Regions from separate parts of the Mus musculus genome. Here region 2 is linked to region 1. The links are chromatin contacts, called in public HiChIP or PLAC-seq maps. All regions are on one chromosome and are shown on one strand. Each heading gives the region's core, a stretch centred on a gene start, on an enhancer-like site or on the middle of the called end of the contact. The rest is flanking DNA. Distances are from core to core; before and after follow the strand shown.

Region 1 (4,308 bases), core at 653-3,152:
TGTTGGATCCCATCACAGATGGTTGTGAGCCATCATGTGGTTGCTAGGAATTGAACTCAGGACTTCTGGAAGAGCAATCAGTGCTCTTAATTGCTGAGCCATCTCTCCAGCTCTTGGATAGATAGGTTCTTTGAATAAACAAAAATGTGTCCTCTTCTTTTCATTTAAAACAGTAACATGAGTGCCAAAATACAAAACTTGACTCACCAACATATCTTCTGGGAAAGATTTAGTTTTGGTAAAAGGAAATATAGATATAACTAAAAAAGATAATTTGTTGAGTCAATACTTTAGCTTTTCTTAAACTCAAAACTTCTAAGATATGGCATAATTTAGAGATAACTATAAAATGCTTAAAATCTAGGTTAGATTTTAAGTTATATAAGTAATGTCTTTTAGGTTAGAGATAATTAAAAGATAAAGCCACAATAAAGTTCAAAATCATGAATTATCTTGCATGATGGATTTCTTAAGGGAAAATGAAGTTAACCCAATCTTATTCTAAGGGCCTTTGATGTTTTTAAAAACCAGTTAGCACAGAAAAGGCTAAACTTAAAGAGTAATGCCCATAATTATCAGAACTGGAATCACACTAGGTTTTACCATCAACTCCTACTGGTATGGGCAGTCACAAAGAAAAGGATGAGAGACAACTGCAATCCAAAATGCATTTTAAACAAAATGTGCAACTAGACACTGAATGTAGCATTCGTGTTTAGCATCACTAAAACTGAAAATCATATCTGCAAACATTTTTAGAAACTCTAAGTTTTGTTCTTATTTTATTTGTATGAGTGTTTTGTCTGCATGTATGTATTTATGTGCATCACATGTGTCCTGGAGTTGGAAGAGGCAAAAAGAGGGTCTCAGATCTCCTGGAACTAGAGTTATGGATGGTTGTGAGCCACCATGTAGGTGTTGGGAACCAAACCAGGGTACTCTGCAAAGGCAGTAAGTGCTTTTAACTGATGAGACAAATCTCCAGTCCCTCCATCATTGCTTCTTGACAATCAAGACAATATACTGTAAGCACCAGTCAATTAGACATAATGAAAATTTAATAAAACTGAGTTGACATTATTTAAGATTAACAACTGATAATAAAATATTCTAAATAAACCATTCACCATGGACGTCCCTGTCTCCAGAAACTAATAGAACTTTCTAAAGAATAAAGCGATTGTTTCTTCTATGTAATTTCAAAGAATTTAAAAAAATCTTAAATAGGTAGTTTACTAATGATTATCAGAAGGCCAACAAATATATTAATTCCCAAGGACACTGTTGTCCTACAGAGATGGCTCAGCAGTTAAGAGCACTTGTTGCTCTTGCAAATCACCCACATGGTGGCACACAGCTGCCTGCAATTCCAGTTCCTGACCCTAAGCCCTCTTATGACTTCTATAGGTACTGTATGATCCTGGTGTATAATATATAATGCAGGCACATCTATATATGATCTCTGTCTCTGTCTCTCTCTCTCCTCCCCTCTCCTCCTTCTCCTCCCCCTCTCCCTTCCCCTCCTACCCACCTCCCCCCAGGTTAATTCACAGAACCTTGACATCTCAAGGGCATGAAAAAAAAATCTCCCTGAGGCTAATGTAAACGTTATTAAACAAATACAAACAAAAGATTCTTTATAATGTGAACATTCTTACCTAGCCAGCCTATGCTTTAAAATTTTTTGCTCTTTGAATTCTATTCTTTGGTTTTTATATGAACAGTGAAACTGGTTTATAAAGTTTAAAAATATATACATCAGACAAATAGTTTGGCTAGATGAATGTCTGTAATTGGTATTTTAATTGTATAAAAATATCCAGGCGGTCAAGTTTGAATATACAACTCCTTAGTCAGGAATTCACAGCTACAAACCCATAGTTACTGAATATACGCAAACTCTGAATCACCACCAGTTCTCATTGAGAAATCAGTGAATAAAGCAACTGGCTATTATTTGGATTAACCCTGAGTCCTGTTGGCGTGGGTTCAGCATGCAAACAACTGTAAATCAATCTACCCACACTTCATCATCTTTTTGACAAGGACAGTAAGGAGAATTTGTCAACTGCTTGCTAAAGTCAAGATACAACATGTCTTTACTATTCTCTAATCTAGAAGCAATTATAAAACAGGGGGTAGGGGGAGAGTAAAAATGAGGTCAGTTTGGCATGTCTTGTTTCTTAGAAATCCATATTGGCTCTGGGTGATAAGCTATTCTTTTCTAAATACTTGGAATTTGTTTTTAAATAATCTCTTCAACTTTTGTGAGTTTAGATTATAGTAGGGCAATAGACTTGTGTGTTCACAGTCTACGGAGCACTTCTCTCCAGTCTCCCAGTTCTTCTTACATTCTCCTCCATGAAGTGTGTGTTGGGAGCAGGGGGATTAAAATAATTCTGAGGTCACGTCTGAGACTCTTCAACTCCAGAAGCCAATCCATTTAAGTCTTTTTAATAGTTCAAACTGAGCCCCAATCCGCTATGAAGTAAAGGCCTATTTTGAACTCCCAATCCTTTTGCTTCTGAGTGCTAAGATTACAGGTATGTACCACCATGCCTGGTTTATTCAGTGCTGTGGAAGGAATGGAACCCAGACAAGCACTCTACCAATTACACTACTTCCCCATTCCTCCTTAAAGTTTTGAAAATATAAATTTATTTAAAGTAAATTATGCTCTTTTTAAACAGATTTATGTATGTTCACCTTTATATATGGACCTGTGTGAGTCTACATGCACCACATGGGTGCCAGGCGCCCTGACCTTAGATTAAATTCCCTCAAACTCGTTACCTCTAAACTGTGAGCTACCTCTAAACTAAATCTTATTCTTATCCAATCCCACCACATAGCAGATGTTTAGCATAATGTCCAGCTTTCCTGTTTTATATTATTTTTAGCTTATACTGTTGAAAAAGTAACTTGTTCCTTCAAAGTTTTCTTAAATTATTACTTTGTTTAGTTTTTTTTTTTAAATTTTTTATTTGATACACAATCTCTCTACACAGACTTCGCTGTCCTGAAACTCGCTATGTACATGAGGCCGGCCTTGAACTCCTTGAACTCACAGAGATTCACCTGCTTCTGCCTCCCAAGTGCTAGGATCAAAAGCACGTGCCATTATGCCTCTGGCTTCCTTCAAGATTATAACAGAAGTAAAATAAGAATGATACAAGGTGGCTCAGTGGAAAAGAACTTGCCAGTAGGATCCAGGCTCTGAGTTTAATAATCCCCGACTTCAAAAGTTGTTGGGTTTTTCTGCAAGGGAGGGGGGGAGATGGCCTATCTACTCACTCATGTTGTTCTTGAAACATCTCTGTTCCTTTTGAGATTTGGTCTTGAGGAAAATGCTTATACTGTTATGCTCACAGCTACATGTATATTATATATTGGAAACAGAATCTTATTAAATAATCCAGACTCTCTAAACTCCTGACTTTCCCAGATTGGCCTCCCTAATACTAAGATTACAGGCGTGCATCATCAAAAGCAGACCGACCATGCATTTCTTCCTCCTCCTCTTCTTCCTCTCCCTCCTCCTCCTCCTCTTCTTCTCCTTTTTTTCTTTTTCTTTTTCTTTTTTTTTTTTTGGTTTTTCGAGACAGGGTTTCTCTGTGTAGCCCTGGCTGTCCTGGAACTCATTCTGTAGACCAGGCTGGCCTTGAACTCAGAAATCCGCCTGCCTCTGCCTCCTGAGTACTGGGATTAAAGGTGTGTGCCACCACTGCCATGCATTTCTTCTGAAAGTGTATTAAGACTGTGATAATTATTAGTTCTTTTCCACCAATTGATCACATGCATTGTATACATCTATAAAAACTTTTTACAAATTTTCTTTTAGAAATGTTTAACCTTGAAATTGTATGTACAGATGCTAGAAACATTTAAAATATAGCCTTGCTTCCCTTACAAACACACACCACAAGGCTGGCCTCTTACATGTGTCCTAGGGATCAAACGCAGGAATTTATGGTTGATTACCAACTGGCCTATCTCCTCAGCCTCAGCTCGCTCTTCTGTAATAAATCTGTAGTCAGAACAGCCAAGAGTAAAGCTAGAGAAGTTTTAGTACTTTGATTTAAGTAGCATCTGAAAAACCCCAAACTCTAACCAAGTGAAAATATTTATTTCTAAAAATCATAACACTGTTAGTTACATGTACAGTCCCATATTTATGCAGCAATGAAATTCCTTCATTTTAGATAATACATAGATAAGACCCATCATTATACTATACACCTTTGTTGTTTTACCTGCTTCAACAAAGCCAGGTACGCTATGTATATTCCAAACAATAATTTAGACAAA
Region 2 (4,308 bases), core at 456-2,955, 190 kb after region 1:
GGGTTCAGTCCCCAGCACTGCATAAACTGGCCACGGTGGTGCACACTTGTAATCCCAGCACTATAGTTTCACATAGGAAGGTCAGAAGTTCAAAGTCATTCTAGCCTATATATCTAGATCATCTCATAAAAACTGATGCTCGTGATAATGCCCAATAACCAATAAGAAAAAAATATGGAAGCAGATGGTACTTGCCAAGGGTGATTTTCCCCCCTTCTGGGGAGTTGATTCCTTTCACATGCTCATAACAGTTCTATTCCTTAATGTAGCCCTACATCTTAATAATCTCAATGTAAGGGTAATTTCTTTAAAATATTAAAGTTCGACTTGCCATTAAAGTGGCCATTATCATCCTTGATGCCATTAATATTACTTTATCGACCTTTCAGTCTAAGGAGTGTGGAGAAATTGGTCTTTGCTTCTTATTAGGATCTCTCAGGTTTGACTCAGGATCTAGGCTGTATAAGACCTGGAGGCTGCAGAGGGGACCAGGGAAGCTGCACTCTGCCCTGGGGCATCAGATTTGATGCCTACTGCAGCCTGGAAGTCGCTGGCTTTCTAGGTTTCAGAAAGAGGCACACATATCCAGTGCCTGGAGGGGCCTTCTTCACAGCATCATCACAGCTCTGAGGAGTTACAAACAAACACACAAGAATAAAGACATCAAAACACGGCACATCATTAAGGAGCATGGAATAGAAACACGGCTATTTTAGGTAGCCATAGCATTTGGTTGTGAACCTCAAGACTCTCCTGTGATCACATCTGCGTATATTTATAAACTTAGCATAGAAGCATGCGTCACAACTGATCTCTTGAAGTAGCAGAGGTTTCTGTGTGGGGGACGACTGTGGAATGTGACTGTGGGATTTAAAAGGGCAGGGGGGTGGGGGAAAGTAACTGTTCCAGCTGAGCGACTCTCCACAATGCGTTTTTGATGCAGTGACTAATTATTGTGATTATTTTCATCAGCAAAGACACCGGTAGAGCTAAACATATTTATTTTCTTTTTTTTTCCTCCTTGAAAAGTATAATATTTCAAGCTTTAGAGAAATTCCATATGTCTCCTCCCTATACTTAGGAAGTGTGCTCTCAGATGTTGTCACAAATGCTGAGCTACCTTGCTTCCCTTGTTCCTTCTGAGACAGTGTTCCTCTCTTCCAGTATCAGCTTGATAGAGCCAAGCCAAGCTTAATGAAAACACCCAGCCTCTGCCTTGCTAATATCCTCAGCTGACCTTCTGGGCTCCCTGTCACATAACTACATAGAGCTGGTTGCCAAATGTTAGAATTTAATCTAATGAGCACTCACAGTATTTTGATAGGGGGGAAAAGTAGTAAGTATAGAAAGTGTAAGTCTTTAAAGTTAGAGTTTTGTTCCCTGTAAAATTATTGGCCATAGTTTTAGAGGTTTATATTAAACATGCTCTCTTTAATGAATACTGAGCAGAAAAGGTACAGAAGAGAGCCAGGGTCCTGTTCCCACAGTTAGGAAGCTGAAAGATGAATGTGTTAGATCAAACAATACTAACTATCAAACAAGAACAAATCTTTAAACTTCTGATTCCCTACACGTCATGCACACGCACACGCATGCACACACACGCACACGTTCTTTGCACAACTGAGAATGATACACCAATTGAATCTGAAGTCAAATGAGCAGAGCTGGAAGCATATTGCTCAAGACGTGGCCTGTAAGGAACAGTCCAGCTTTTAATAGTGAGTCATCCTCACTGCCATGGAAACAGAAACCGACAGAAGCCCAGTGAGTCTGTCCCCTTCTCGTCCCTAAATTCTTATGAAGAATAAATGCCTTAGCCTGTATGCATTCTTGAATTCATATTATTATTGAGCACACTTCCATTTTTTTTAATTCATCACATAATCGTCCTTTATTTGCTCAGACAATTATGTGGTTAATTTGATTTTTCAGTCTTTGAACAAACTTTTTGGTAATTTAAATGCCTAATGAGTGGAAGACATCAGACCACCCTCCCTTCCACATGAGTAAAGTCCATCCAAGAATGATCATGCGTGAAAAATCAAACTATATTTCATTTTCTAGAGCTGACTTAAGTAAATGTAACCACTATACATTCACCTAACAACATTAAAATTCAGAATCCCAGAATTAGGACATCACAACAGTGAAAAAAAAATCAGTAACTGAAGAATACTCATTTTTAAAATTTAGTGTGAGGGGGAGATTTTGTGTGGGTGTGGGGGGCATGCCATGACCCATTGTCTAGAGATTAGAGGACAACTTTGTGGAGTTGGTTTTCTCCTTCCATCTTCTTGTAGGTTCTGGGGATTGAACTTGGGCCAGCTTTGAGCAGCAACTACCTTTAGCCACCAAGCCAATTATCCTTCTTTTGATGTGTGTGTGTGTGTGACAGTAAAAACATATGAAACTAGATGGAAAATTTTAGCTACAAATTTCAGAAAGCTTGTTTTAATGGGGCAGTGAGACCTGCTGATATCTCAGTGGAGACTATAAATGTCAACATATCTCATGCTTTCTTCATTCATAATGGCTTCCCTTCCACTCAGACTATGGCTATTTATTACACAACAAACTAGTATTTAAATGTCTTTGGTCTTACCAAGAGCACTAATGAAGATCTACCATTATGAGTTTTTCTTTCAAGCACTTTTGGAAACAACCCAAAATTAGACTTTTCACCTTTGATTGCAGAGAATGGCTTAACAAAATAGTAATTGTGGAACTTACTCATATTTATTGTATTTTTCTTAAAGATAGCCGGAATAGATTTCATATTTCATCATAGCGTCATAATGCAGCAGAGTGAACTTAGACATAAGCCACTCCTTGCTCCAGCGCAATCACTAAATAACCTTATACATGGGGAATCCTCCGTAAATGACCTTTTCTGATTTAAAGCTTTACTCAGACGACCTGCTACAACTTAAACAGGAAACAGCCAGACTCAGACGACCTGCATAATCTTAAACAGGAAGCAGCTTTGGGGCCTGCAAACTGCTCATCCTCCTTGGCAAATGGCTTTTGTTCTCTTGATCCTAGTGTGGCTGTTATGTCCACTGAGTCTCTATTTTTTAAATAGATATAATTTGCATACCATAACAATCCATTCATTTAAAACACATCTTCCAGGGGTTTTCAGTGAATCATCACTATTGTCTAATTCCATTGTGCTCAAGTAAAATCTATCTATTAGAGTATGTGGACATTTGGGACTATCTCCATTCGTTGGCTATTAAGGATACTGCTGCTGTGTTTGGGTTTGAGCTTTTATATAGAAATATGTTTTCCAGTTACTTGGGTATAGCTAGGACTTGCCCAGCTGTATAGTGACTTTTTTGTTTTGTTTTGTTTTTTGTTTTTTTGAGGAATTGACAAACTTGTACAAAGAAGCTATACCATGGGCTGGTGAGATGGCTCAGCAAGGGTGTTTGACAGGAACACTGACAACTTGGGTTTGATCCCCAGGTTCCATATGGTGGAAAGAGAGCTGATTGCAAGGTGTTCTCTGACTTCTACACACACCACCACCACCAAACAAACAAATAAAATAAGTAAACAAATACATGTATGTGAGGGAATCGGAAGAATGTAAGATAGTTTGAAGTGCTGTATGCATTATCACTCTCTAGACTTTCTACTATAATCATGAACTCACATCAGTTGTTGTGACTGGTCCTGCGCCAACACAAGAGCAGCCCCATCAACAGCCTTCTAGAAAAGTGGATGGTCCTCATGGGCCTACTCTTCACCTCCTAACTATTGTCTATCAATAAATTATGGGAGAAGGGAAATCACTGTTTTTAGTTGCATGCTAACTGCTGATTCCACCAGGCTCCTACAGATACCTTCAAAGCCACAATCACATAGATGACCCAGGTTAATATTGGCGGGTCACAAAATAAAATAGACATGAAATGTCCAAGAAAGATTCACAGGGAGGATATTTGTGGACAGGGTAGTAGGGAAGGAATCAGTATACAAAGGGTACACATATTAAAGTGTAAAAAAGTAACAATTAAATGCATAAATGTAATTTTAAAAAGGAAAGAGAGAAACAAAAGAAAGAAAGAAAGAAACAAGCAAACAAAACAAAACAAAGAAGCTACATCATGTCTTAATCCCACCAGCAGTGGATGAGGCTCCCATGAGCCTATTTTTTGGTTCAACAATATTTTCTCAAAAGCTTCCCCCATGCCTCTAGAGCCTTCTCTCATCTCACTGGCCAGATCTGGGTCACATGGCCTCTGTAACACCAAGCGAGTTTGGGAAAGTGAATAGGCCAAGTTTAAATGTCTGGTGTAG

Evidence for each region. HiChIP or PLAC-seq counts read pairs in DNA pulled down with a chosen protein or histone mark.
Region 2: a contact with region 1 is called in a FOXA1 HiChIP or PLAC-seq map of pancreatic cancer cells. The contact joins two enhancer-like sites. A contact is called at or near these places in 1 of 39 promoter capture datasets (liver), 1 of 15 datasets of contacts at CTCF or cohesin (the NIH/3T3 cell line), 5 of 484 Hi-C or Micro-C datasets (cortical neurons, embryonic fibroblasts, epidermal suprabasal cells and 2 more) and 3 of 115 datasets of contacts at active chromatin or transcription factors (embryonic stem cells, fibro-adipogenic progenitors and pancreatic cancer cells).

Annotation. Positions count from the first base shown.
Region 1 is chr3:104,107,704-104,112,011 of GRCm38.p6, forward strand. All of the region lies in intron 1 of Magi3 (membrane associated guanylate kinase, WW and PDZ domain containing 3), which reads right to left. Among named protein-coding and RNA genes, the nearest start is that of Magi3, 110 kb to the right of the region's middle. Within about 2 kb of position 1,903, at least 10 of the 459 cell types and tissues checked have an H3K27ac peak or open chromatin away from gene starts, as enhancers often do. A contact at or near this core is called in the NIH/3T3 cell line and pancreatic cancer cells, where this site is marked.
Region 2 is chr3:104,294,351-104,298,658 of GRCm38.p6, forward strand. No RefSeq gene overlaps it. Among named protein-coding and RNA genes, the nearest start is that of Gm5546, 64 kb to the right of the region's middle. Within about 2 kb of position 1,706, at least 83 of the 459 cell types and tissues checked have an H3K27ac peak or open chromatin away from gene starts, as enhancers often do. A contact at or near this core is called in the NIH/3T3 cell line and pancreatic cancer cells, where this site is marked.